Linked DNA regions of Sus scrofa: all the other regions are linked to region 3. A link is a contact called in public HiChIP or PLAC-seq data. All regions are on one chromosome and are shown on one strand. Each heading gives the region's core, a stretch centred on a gene start, on an enhancer-like site or on the middle of the called end of the contact. The rest is flanking DNA. Distances are from core to core; before and after follow the strand shown.

Region 1 (3,899 bases), core at 1,295-3,794, 390 kb after region 3:
CGAGCCCCCGGCCCGGCCTGACCAGCCCTCCCTCCACGGCCGCAGGAGAAGCGGGAGGTGCTGGCCGAGCTGGCGGCCAAGGCCAAGCTCACTGAACAGGTCTTCAACGAGGCTCCCGGCATCCACTGCAACCCGGTGCAGGGCGCCATGTACTCCTTCCCGCGCGTGCAGCTGCCCCCCCGCGCCGTGCAGCGCGCTCAGGTCTGGCGTCGGGCGGGCGGGGCCGCGGAGGGGCGGGGCCGCGGGGGGCGGGGTCCGAGGCGTCCCGCCCTGACCAGCCGCCCCGCCCCCAGGAGCTGGGCCTGGCTCCGGACATGTTCTTCTGCATGCGCCTTCTGGAGGAGACTGGCATCTGCGTGGTGCCTGGGAGCGGCTTTGGGCAGCGCGAAGGCACCTACCACTTCCGGTGAGGCCCGGCCGGTGCAGCCCCTCCCCGCGCCCCGCGGCGCCCCATTCGCTTACCTTCTCCCCCGTTTTAGGATGACCATTCTGCCCCCCATGGAAAAGTTGCGGCCCCTGCTGGAGAAGCTGAGCCAGTTCCACGCCAAGTTCACTCTCGAGTACTCCTGAGGACCCCGCTGTGCGCCCGGCCGCGCCAGCGGGCACGAACGTGGACTGACAGGGCCCAGGGCCCTGGGGGCGATCTCCGGGGCGCTCTGCGCTTGCTCCCGGGGCCTGCGGGGCTGGGCCTCTGTCTCTCGGCAGGCCCCGAATAAAGCTAAGACAGCTTGGCTGCTTGGAGGCCGTGTGCACACCCGTGTCCACTCCTGACTGCCTTTCCGCATCGTCTTCTGTGCAGGCCTGGGGACTCGGGAGGAACTGTCAAGAGGGCTTCCAGAGGAGGTGACCTTCCTACAGACACAGCACCTCTGCTGGCTGGGTCTCCACCATGGTCCTCTGGTCTTGGTGCAGAGATCTGCAAACGTTGCTAAGAGAACGGAGACAAGCAAGGAGGGGTGGAGGAAGGTACCAGGCGAACGGCAGCTCCTCAGGGGGACCCCGGAGTTGTTAGCGGTGAGGAGGGGACCGCAAAAAGAAACACAGGAGAAGGGTCCCAGAGTGTAAGCCTTTCCTGAGAAAGTCACAGAAAGCTGTGTCCCCTGTCCTGGCTGCATTCCCCTGCTGTCCACCTTGTCCCTGGCAGCCTAGGGAACATGTTAAGCCATAGGGTGGACTAGGCTGCATGGGGTGAGTAGCAGGAAACGGGGGACCATGGAGTTCCCATCATGGCTGAATGGTAACAAACCTGACTAGTATCCATGAGGACGTGAGTTCAATCCCTGGCCTCACTCAGTGGGTTAAGGATTCGGAGTTGTCCGTGAGCTGTGGCATAGGTGGCGGATGCGGCTTGGATCTGGTGTTGCTGTGGCTGTGGTGTAGGCCAGCAACCGTAGCTCTGATTCAAACCCTAGCTGGGAACTGGTGTGGGTGCCGCCCTCAAAAGACAAGCAAATGAACAGAAAAACTCAAGGGGTCGTGAGGGCTCAAAGAGGGAGTCTTGGTTTTCCTAACTGGGCAAATGGCAGTGGTGCGCTTGTGGGACCGCAGGAGGAGCAGCGGTGCCAAGAGCAGGGACAGGAGGAAGAGCAAGCCCAGCTCCTTTGCCATGTGGTGGTCCCAGTGTGGTGTGCGTGACGTCCCTGTGCTAACACAGTCCGTGGCTGGGAAGCCATGAGGGGGCAGCCCCTCCCAAGCTGGAGCACTGGAGGGCCGGTTTGGGGGAGGAGAACACCTTAGATGCTTAGGAGGAGGTGCCCTGTGGAGCGCTGGGCCGGGGGACACCTGGACAGCCAGGTGCGGGGGCGACCTTGTGTCCTTGAACCTGGAACACGGGGATGAGCAGGCCAGACACCGCCGTGGATCCCTGTCCAAACGGGCCTCTGTGGTGGGCATTGCAGTCCCCATTTTATAGGTGAGGAAACCTGGGCCCCCCACCTATGCAGAAATGACAAGAAACTCAAAGTGGCCTCAGCAGGGGAAGGAGTGTGTTGGATCAAGTGCCTGTGTGTTGGTCTAGGGGGTGGGCCAGCTTCATGGAGCCACAGGCTCCGAGACAGTACTGGCCAAAGCTCCAGCTCTGCCCATGCTTCACTACCTCCTCTGGTCCTCAGGCACCCCACATGGCACAGCTCTGGGCAGGAACGGCTGTGTGAGACCGCTCACGAAGCTCACGTTTCCCCTCAGATTGGCCTCTCCCTCAGCCAAGGTTGGCTGGAGCCAAGCTGGCCCCACATAGGCTCTCCTGGCCTTGTCACTGGACACTAGAGGGCGATTCCGGCAGCAGCTGGCTGCATCCTGTGCTGAACTGCGGCTCAGACTTCTCCCAAGAACTTCCTCCCTTTCACCACCTTCTGCAGGCTGGGGAGGGCACTGAAACCAGCGGGTGAGGGGTCCAACAGCAGAAGCACAAGAAGGTAGTGGCCTTAAGAGGCCAACTCCTCTGCAGGCGCCACTGAGCGACCCAGTGGACACTGCAGCCACCAGGCTCCAGGTGAGACACTAGGAGGCACTTTCTGGGTCCAGCCAGTCTTGGGACTGGATCTGTTAACTCTGCGAGGCACCTGGCTGGGCCGCGGGTTTCGAGGCTTCTCACCCTGGAAGCTGGTGCCCCTGGCGCCAAAGCTGACCCCGGCCGCCGCCAGGTTGACCACCGGGGGCGCCCGAGGGCGGCTGGCACTCTAGCCCGCTCGCGCCCTCTATGGCCACCGCGTCTCTCCGCGGCGCCTGCGCGGCCCGGTCCCGAGCCGGGCGGCGAGCACCGCCGTGGCCGACTCGCGGTCCTTCCGCGTACTGACGCCCCCGAGGACGCCAGCGCGCAGGTGCCGACGCCAGCCTTAAAAAAAATCTTGGCCAGACCCCACGCCGAACCGCCCAGCCCCCTCTGATCCCACCGCGGCCGGGCCTGGAACCCAGCCCCAGCCACCAGAGCCTGGGCCCATGTCCCCGCTCTCCTGGCCATGCACGGGAAGCTGCTGGTGCTTGCCAGCCTCTACCTGGTGCAGGGCCTGCCCTATGGGCTGCAGTCTGGCCTTCTGCCGGTGCTGCTGCGGGCTCGCGGTCTGTCCCTGACACACGTGGGACTGGCCAAAGTGCTGTATGCACCGTGGTTGTTCAAGCTCGTGTGGGCCCCGCTGGTGGACGCTCGGGGCTCTCCGAGGGCCTGGCTGACGCTCAGCACAGCAGCTCTTGGCCTCTTGTGTGGGTTGCTGGCAGCTCTGCCTCCTGCTGAAGCTGGCCAGTCTGGGCTGCCTCTTACTGTGGCAGGGCTACTTCTGCTACTGAACTTGGCTGCAGCTGTACAGGATGTGGCCTTGGACACACTGGCGATGCAGCTCCTGGAGCCGGCAGAGCTGGGGCCGGGCAACACGGTGCAGGTGGTGGCTTACAAGCTGGGGGCGGTGCTGGCTGGGGGTGGACTGCTGACCCTCTTGCCCACCCTCTCCTGGCCCCTGCTCTTTCTGCTCCTGGCTGCCACCTATTGGCTGGCTGCTGCCCTGGCTTGGGCTGCACCGGCCCTGCAACAGCTTCCTGCGCCTCAGCCATCAGAACCCCGCCGACACACGCTGCACCTTCAGCAGCACTTGCTGGCCGTGCCTGGGACCCTGTGGATGGCAGGTTTTGTGCTCTCCTACAAGCTGGGTGAGTAGGGGCGGGAGCCTGGGGGAGCTCCAGGTGGGTCCCCATGACTATGGGGCCCATTTGTGGGACTGCCTTCCTTCTTTCTGGAGTACGACTTGCAGGCTGGAGCCCAGTGGCCTCGCTTCTTGTCCGGCAGGTCCAGCTCCACAGCTGTTGAGCTCCAGCCACACTGCCCCCTGCCAAAGCCTCTCTACTCCCTGCTGACCCTGAGCTCAGCCAATGCCCAGCCCCAGCTTCTGGCACCTGTAGCCTGAGGCAGA
Region 2 (3,512 bases), core at 284-2,783, 370 kb after region 3:
CATATCCTTAAAGGGCTGAACGTCCGGAGGGAGTGATAACCTGGGAAGATAGAATTAACACACATATTTGACTAAATATGAAATAGGTAACCCCAAGGACCTCCTATATAGCACAGGCAGGGCTACTCAATGTTCTGTAATAGCCTATATGGGAAAAAAGAACGGATATACACGTATGTATAACTGATTCACTCACTTTGCTGTAAACCTGAAACGAATACAACATTGTACGTCAACTATTCCCCATGCAATTTTTTTTTTTTTTTAAAGGGTTGAAAATCTACAGCATATACAGTGGGTGCCCAGCTCTTGACGAGGTTCTGAGGGAAGAGACGAGGGGCGGGTGCACTGGAGGAGCGACGGGGCTGAGCTGGGTGAGGTATGCGGGTACCACACTGCTCCCTCCACTGTCTCAGGCGCCTCAGACTTCACCTGGCTTCCTCTGGACTCCTGCGTCACCTCCTCGACACCTGTCAATTGCCAGGGCTCATTGAGGGGTCCTTGTGTCTCATTAAACTATTGTGGCCTCCTAGCCCCACTCAGTCAGTAGAGGCGTCCTTCTTTCCCACATGCCTTAAGACATCCCCTCTCTTCCACTGGCACTCCCTTGCTTCCAGGATAAAGCCCAGCTCTTGGTTCTATGTTCAAGGCCCCTCTTGTCCTGACGACTGATCCCTGACCGCACTTACACCCCCACCAGCCCAAGCCTACCTAAACCACACCTCAGCTTGTCCCATCGCCCCATAGCCCTGGCTCTTTCCACCTTTGCGCATGCTCTTCCCTCCATCCGTGATGCTTCTTTCTGCTTCGTGGAGCAAACTCTAACCCTCCTTAAAAAGCTCAGCCTACGGAGTTCCCGTGGTGGCGCAGTGGTTAACGAATCCGACTAGGAACCATGAGGATGCGGGTTCGGTCCCTGCCCTTGCTCAGTGGGTTAACGATCCGGCGTTGCCGTGAGCTGTGGTGTAGGTTGCAGACGCGGCTCGGATCTCACGTTGCTGTGGCTCTGGCGTAGGCCGGTGGCTACAGCTCCGATTCAACCCCTAGCCTGGGAACCTCCATATGCCTCGGGAGCGGCCCAAGAAATAGCAACAACAACAAAAAAGACAAAAGAAAAAAAAAAAAAAAAAAAAAGCTCAGCCTAGGAGTTTGTGGCTCAGCGGTTCACGAACTCCAGTAACATCCATGAGGACGCACGTTCGCTCCCTGGCCTGGCTCAGTGGGTTAAGGATCCAGCGTTGCTGCTTGCTGTGGCTGTGGTGTAGGCTGGCGGCTACAGCTCCAACTGGATCGCTAGCCTGGGAACTTCCATACGCCGCGGGTGCGGCTCTGAAAAGAGAAAAGCTTGGGCTAAAGGGATGACCACCCTCCCGGGAACCTGTCGGCCCCTCGCCCTTCAGGCGCCCCCCGCGCGGAGAACGCCCGGGCCGAAGCGGGTCTCGCCGCGCCGTCGGCGGGCCCCGCCCCCAGGCGGCCCCGCTGCCCGGGGCGACCCGGCTTCCGGCTCTGAGCCGGAAGTGTAGCGTTGCCATGGCGAGGGCCCGGCGCGGGGCCGCCCCCGCGGCGCCGGGAGGAGCGCCGGGCGGACTGGCCGGCCGCCGGGATCCGATCGGCTGCGCGGTGGCTGCTGGCTCCGGGCGGAAGGTGAGGCGCGGACTTCCGGGGCCCCGGGGGGCCTGCAGGGACCCGCGGGGCGGGCGACGCCGAGTCCGGCGGGATTTTTCCGCGGCCCCGCTCGGGCGCTGATGGGCGAGGCCCGGGCCGCGGGTGCTCAGGGTCGGGACGGCTGCAGAAGTGGCGGCCGTGAAGGCCACCGATAGGCTTTTCACCCTCTAGCCGTCCGTGCCGTTGTTTCCTTTCTTGCGACCTGTTGGTCAGGTAGGCGGCACTAACGTTATCTCCATTTCTGGCTGAGGAAATTAAGGCCTGCAGAGGAGTGACCTGCCCGGGCTTTGTGTGGGCTTTAGGCCGGAGGAGCGACGGGGAGCCTTCCAGGGGCCCCCGGGCTCCGGCGCCGAGATTGCTGTCACGGCAAGAACGATAACGAATGTACTGAAAGTGCCTGGCCCTGCGCTGGCCCGGAGGTGCTCCAGGCCTGGGAGGGGGTGTCCTCCGTGTGGTGGAGCCGAGGCCGAGGCCACGGTGGGCTGGATCTCCGCGGGTGCAGAGAGGGCCAGTGTGTACGGGGTCATCGCAGGCCCACGGAGGCGGGAGGAAGGCCAGCCCTTCCCAAAGCTGGGGGCCTGCCTGTTCTTCCCGGATCCTTAATTTGGGGGTGAGGTGACAGGGGCTCCACACTGCTCTTCTCTGCCCTGTCTTTGCTGCTCCGGGTGCTCCCCAGCAGGAGGGGGAGCTCTCCCTGGGGGCAGAGTAAAAGGGCCTCTGTGGCTCTGGCGGGGCCACCTAGTGCACTTCAGGGGCATCCAGTGGATCCCCAGCCTGGAGCTGAGTTACCCGAGGACCTGTGGCTGCCTGGAGCCGGCAGTACAGGGGCTGGCCCTGGAACCCTTGTGGTGGTGGGCACGTGGTGCTCCGATCAGCTGCGCCCTGCCTGTAAGCTCTTGCTCAGAGCCGGGGTGGGAACGCTTCCCTCTGGTGGGCTCTCCACTGGCCTCACCCGCTCGGGCTGTGCCTGGACTCTGCTCTCCCTAGAAGGCTGCCTGGCCGGCACCTAGCGAGGGGGCTCTTGTGTCTGTGGGCTCAGTTGGGGTCTGTGTTCTTGGGATTTCCGCAACAGTTTGTGTGCCTCTGCGGGCAGTTCTGGAACCTCAGTCTCATAAACCTCTGGTGACTCAGCCCAGCATCTCTGTCCCAAGAGTGACCCAGCCCAGCACCTCTGCCACAGTCCGTGTGTCAGCCAGAGCAAGACGCAGTGTCTCCTTTCACTTCCAGGCTCCCTCAGAACTTCCTCCTAAAGAGCCCTGGTCCTGGCCCTCCTGTCCATCCCTTCGCCTGCCCCTGTGGCTCCTCGTTTCCTTCCAGGATTAAGCACTCACCCCTGGCCAATCTTGGCTTTGTCTCAGCCCCTGGATGGCATCCTTCTCGCCATAGCACATCAGCTTCTTGCACTCTCCTCCCTCACAGGCTTCAGGATTAACACTTGCATGTCTGCACACTAGCCCCCGTCCTCTGCCTCTGCCCCCACTTCTGACCCCCTTTCCACGTGTGTGTCGTGCCACCCCCATACTGAACCCTTGCAGCAGTGAGGGGGAGGGAGTGAGCCTCACCCCACCCCTTCCAAGCTCTCTGGCCTTAGGCACGTCGGACTGAGAGCCGGGGAGAGAGAGGCACAGGAGCACTTGGTCGCGCAGATGCCCAGAGGAGAGGCCTCTGGAGGACGAGCTTGTGCCCAGAACCCAGTGACGGCAGTGGGGCGGGGCCTGCGGTGGACATTGGGTGCTGGCCGTGTCCTTGCTGGGCGGCTGTGTCGGACGGACACGAAGCCTGGGCAGATTGGTGCTGGCAGAGGAGTGCGTGGCGGGGGGCGCACAGAGACAGGGCCCGCAGACCAG
Region 3 (4,027 bases), core at 1,090-3,589:
CGGCACGGGCCCGGGGCTCCGCAGAGCTGCAGGATCACAGGGAGGGGCTGTGCGCAGGTTTAGGGCAGAGGAAAGGAACCCAGAGCCCCTAGTGGGAGGGGTCAGAGGGCAAACGGTGAGGAATCCTCAGGAGTCACTCACTCGAAATCCAGTCGTATCTGATCCCTCGAGTGGGAAGAGGGCGACGTCTCCCAGGCCAGCAAGAAGGTCCTCATGATAGAGCTGTAGGAAGCGCATTGCTCCCGGCTCCATCGGCAGCACCGTGTCCATCGGGCCCTCCTGCCCCGGTGACCCCACAGGCCCCAGGCTCACCGACTCCACCTGCTCCGGAGAGCCCATGGTGTTCTCCACTGGGCCTGGAGAGCCCCCAGGCCCCGGGCCTACCAGCCCCGCCTGCTCTGAAGACTCCATAGGCCCCGAGCTGATGGGCCCGGCCGGTCCCAGTGAGGACCTGCGCCAGGGAGAACCTGTCCTCACAGAAGCTCCTGACGGCCCTGGTGCCTCCTCCGAGCCCAATGTCACAGGCCCTGCACAACTCTGGGCCCTCGTGGGCCTTCCAGCCTCCGGGAGAGCATGCTCGGGGGCCCCGGGGCCCAACGCAGCCAGGTGGCTCCCTCCACGGGTGTCCTCAGCAAGCTCCTCCGGCTCCAGCACTTCATAGTGGGGGACAAGGCTCAGCTCTGAGCCCTGTAGCCGGTGGTCCCGCTGCAGCACCCGTTCAGCCGCTTGGAGGAAGGGAAAGGACAGAAGGAGTCAGGGCTCCAAGGCACAGGGAGGGGTGGGCCCGGTCCACCCAGCCCCACTCACCCTGCCACTGCTGGAAGGAGGCGACGGTGCCCAGGGTCCCCGGCAGCCTGCGCAAGCCTTCCAGGGGCCCCCCACCACTGCGGCGCTCGTTCTCCAGGTACAGCTCCAACAGCAGCGGGTCCGCAGCGGGGCTGCCCCCCACTACACGCACCGCTCGGGCCTGGGGCACCCAGGCCAGGGATACCTCCGCCCCCTCCAGGCCCACGGCCCGCGCCCGCTCCGCCAGCACGCGGAACTCTGTGGGGAGGGTGTAAGTCAGCTCAGAGCCTCTCCCCTAACAGGCACCTCTGCCCCCATCCCGCCTCTCACCTGCCTCAGAAAGGGGCTTGGGCAGCTGGACCAGGGCCCGGTCTGGTCGGGGACTGGCCAGGGCACGGCAGGGCTGCTCAGGGTGACCTGTGGCACGAAGCAAGGCTTGGACGTGCTGCTCCAGGCGCTGGGGTGCGAGGCCGGGAGGCAGTGCCTGGAGGAGCAGGCGCGCAGGGGCGCGGGGCGGGGCGGGCCGCAGGCTCAGCCGGGCACCGCACAGAGTGTGCTCCTCCTGGGCCAGGACCCTCGCTGCATCTGCGGCCAGGGCAAAGGGGGCTGTCAGGCCGGAAGGCCGGCCGGGGAGCCCGCCTGCCCCTTTCCGTCCATGCCCTCACCTGCAGGCTCCCGAAAGCTGAGTATGCCCCCAGGGCCAAGTCTCTGCCAGCTCAACACAGGTCCACCCCCAGAGCTCCTGCGGTTCTCAAAGTAGAGCATGAGCAGCTCCTCGGGGACATCGGGGGTCAGCCCGCTGACTTCCACCACTGTCCCCACCTCCCCCATCGCAACCCTGGGGCCAGAAGAGAGGGTAGGGTGGCAGCCCCGCAGTCCGGCTGCTCCCCCCAGCCCCCTCCCCCTTGGCAGTGTCCCCTGGCCCGCCCAGCCCGTGCCTTCAGCCCAGACCCCTCCTCCCCAGCCCTGAAGCAGAAGGCCAGGGACGCAAAAGCAAAAGTGAAACTGTTGCAGGAAGAGAGGGAGGGAGGGGCCTGCAGTGCTGGGGCTGAGAGGCTGCCTCTCAGGCCCTGCCTGCTGAATGTTCCAGCCCCACCCCCCAGGTCCTCAGCCCAGCCCACGAGCCCCATCTGCCCCACCCCAGCCTGGTGCCGCCAGGGTGGGGGAAGTGGCTCCTGGAGGTCCTCCACTCCCCACGGGCCCTTCCCTGTCAACCTCAAAACGGCCAATCACCCTCCCTACTGGGCCCGGCTGGGGACTTGGGTCAAGGACCTCAAGCCTCTGCGTGGCCCTCCTCCACCGCCTGAGCACCTTGGGTCCCCAGGCCAGGCCCCGGCTGAGGCCGGCTTTGGACTCTTCCGGCAGCCTTCGCGACTGCATCGCTCACGCTTAAACAACTAGCAGGTGGCCACACCTCCAACTTGTGGGTGCTGAGGGTGAGCAGCTTCCGCTCTTGACCTACAGGAGCTTCTGCCCCAGTGCCTTCCTGCTGCTCCCCGCACTCCCCTCCTGTGGCTCTCTCCAGTCCGTGCACCTGCCCAGCCTTCCCAGCCGATGTTGTCATCACCACCACACCACCAAGGCTAACCCCAGAAGGAGCAGGCACACTGCTGGGCCGACATGCCTGGCTGCAGCAAATCCTATCACAGGAGTTCTCGTTGTGGCTCAGAGTGCTAAGGACCCCCGTGTCTCAGCGAAGATTCGGGTTCAATCCCTGGCCTCGCTCAGGGCACTAAGGATCTGGCGTCGTCATAAGCTATGGCATAGGCTACAGGTGTGGCTTGGACCTGGTATTGCCATGGCTGTGGCGTAGGCCTCGGCTGCAGCTCTGGTTCGACCCCTAGCCTGGGAACTTCCGTATGCCACGGGTGTGACCCTAAAAGGAAAAAATCCTCATCGCAGAAGAGAAGGAGGCAGGGATAGGACCCACGGCAGCGCGGAGCCGCACACACAGGCTGCGCCTTTAGAACCCACGCGCCCCTTGTCATTGAACCTGCCCATTGCCTGGATCCATTTGCTTCCAGCCTCTCAAAGAGTCGCGCCTACCACTGCTCCCCATCTCCCCCACTGACCCCTCAGCCACTAAAAGCCAGCCTCCACCCCAGCTACTTCTCCAAGGGATTGAGCACCTGTCCAGCCTATAGCCTGAGCTGTCCGGCCGACACTTCGGTTGTCCCTACCGTAGTCTGAGCCGCCGTCATCTCTCGTCGGGATCACTATGCTAACCTCTTAACTGACCTCTCTCTGCCACTCCTGCCCACACCCTCTGCCCACTGTCATTCTCCACAGAGGGCAAAGTGAACCTTGTGAAGTGGCACCAAGGGCTGCGACAACTCAGACCATGGTAAAGCCAGAGTCCTTTGGCGGACCCGCCAGGCTGGACTGACCGGGCCCTGGTCTCTGGTCTGGCCGCGTGCCCTCAGCTCCGTCGGCCAGTGCAGCAGACCCTCCCACCTCGGGACCCTTGCACTGGCCCTTCCCTCTTCTTGCACCAGCCTTTCCTATGGGGCCACCGGGACACCCCTCCCCCTGACTCACCTTACCAGGCTCTTAGTGGCAGATTTAACCTGAACCTAAAAGTCTTCAAGGACCTGGGACTTGCATGAGCCCTGACTTCATATTTGTTTTTGTTTGTTTGTTGTCTTTTTAGGGCCACACCCACAGCATATGGAGGTTCCCAGGCTAGGGGTCGAATCGGAGCTGCAGCTGCCAGCCTACACCACAGCCACAGCAATCGAGGTCCAAGCCGTGTCTGTGACCTACACCACAGCTCACGGCAACGCCGGATCCTTAACCCACTGAGCAAGGCCAGGGATCGAACCTGCATCCTCATGGATGCTAGTTGGGTTCGTTAACCACTGAGTCACTACGAGAACTCCCCATGTTTGTCAGTTTTAATTATTTTTCTTAAAGAAATCCCCTCAAATTGTATGAAATTCCAGTTCTACAAAACCCGAGGTCATCACTACAGGCTCTATATTTCTCGTCTCATAGGATTCGCTGCCTTCTCTTATGCTGTGCAATCCACTTGTTACACAAATCTGTCCTGTGTGCTGGAGCAGCTCTCATCATGACCACGCTGTTAAGTGTTCGGGGATCATTATGAGTCAGTTGTTAAAACAGGCGGTCGCTTGAAATCAGCCAGGATGGGGTATTTATGCCAAGGACAAGTGCGAGAAAGTACAGATCGGGGCTTCCCTTCTTGTTCAGGGGTCAGTTCAACGTTGAACCAGCACACCAC

The links. HiChIP or PLAC-seq counts read pairs in DNA pulled down with a chosen protein or histone mark.
Region 1: a contact with region 3 is called in an H3K27ac HiChIP or PLAC-seq map of alveolar macrophages. The contact joins the promoter of MFSD3 here to the promoter of PARP10 in region 3. A contact is called at or near these places in 1 of 5 promoter capture datasets (liver) and 1 of 2 datasets of contacts at active chromatin or transcription factors (alveolar macrophages).
Region 2: a contact with region 3 is called in an H3K27ac HiChIP or PLAC-seq map of alveolar macrophages. The contact joins the promoter of PPP1R16A here to the promoter of PARP10 in region 3.

The regions. Positions count from the first base shown.
Region 1 is chr4:294,600-298,498 of Sscrofa11.1, reverse strand. It overlaps MFSD3 (major facilitator superfamily domain-containing protein 3), which reads left to right and starts at 2,544. Exons shown (of 4, transcript XM_021090521.1): 1 at 2,544-3,639. The coding sequence starts at 2,958. GPT (alanine aminotransferase 1) reads left to right here. Exons shown (of 12, transcript XM_021090479.1): 10 at 46-201; 11 at 294-406; 12 at 480-752. The coding sequence ends at 570.
Region 2 is chr4:318,069-321,580 of Sscrofa11.1, reverse strand. PPP1R16A (protein phosphatase 1 regulatory subunit 16A) reads left to right here and starts at 1,533. Exons shown (of 12, transcript XM_021090492.1): 1 at 1,533-1,644. FOXH1 (forkhead box protein H1) reads right to left here and starts at 971. Exons shown (of 4, transcript XM_021090535.1): 1 at 1-971.
Region 3 is chr4:686,823-690,849 of Sscrofa11.1, reverse strand. It overlaps PARP10 (poly [ADP-ribose] polymerase 10), which reads right to left and starts at 2,339. Exons shown (of 11, transcript XM_003125470.6): 1 at 1,452-2,339; 2 at 1,117-1,371; 3 at 808-1,044; 4 at 142-725; 5 at 1-26. The coding sequence starts at 1,617.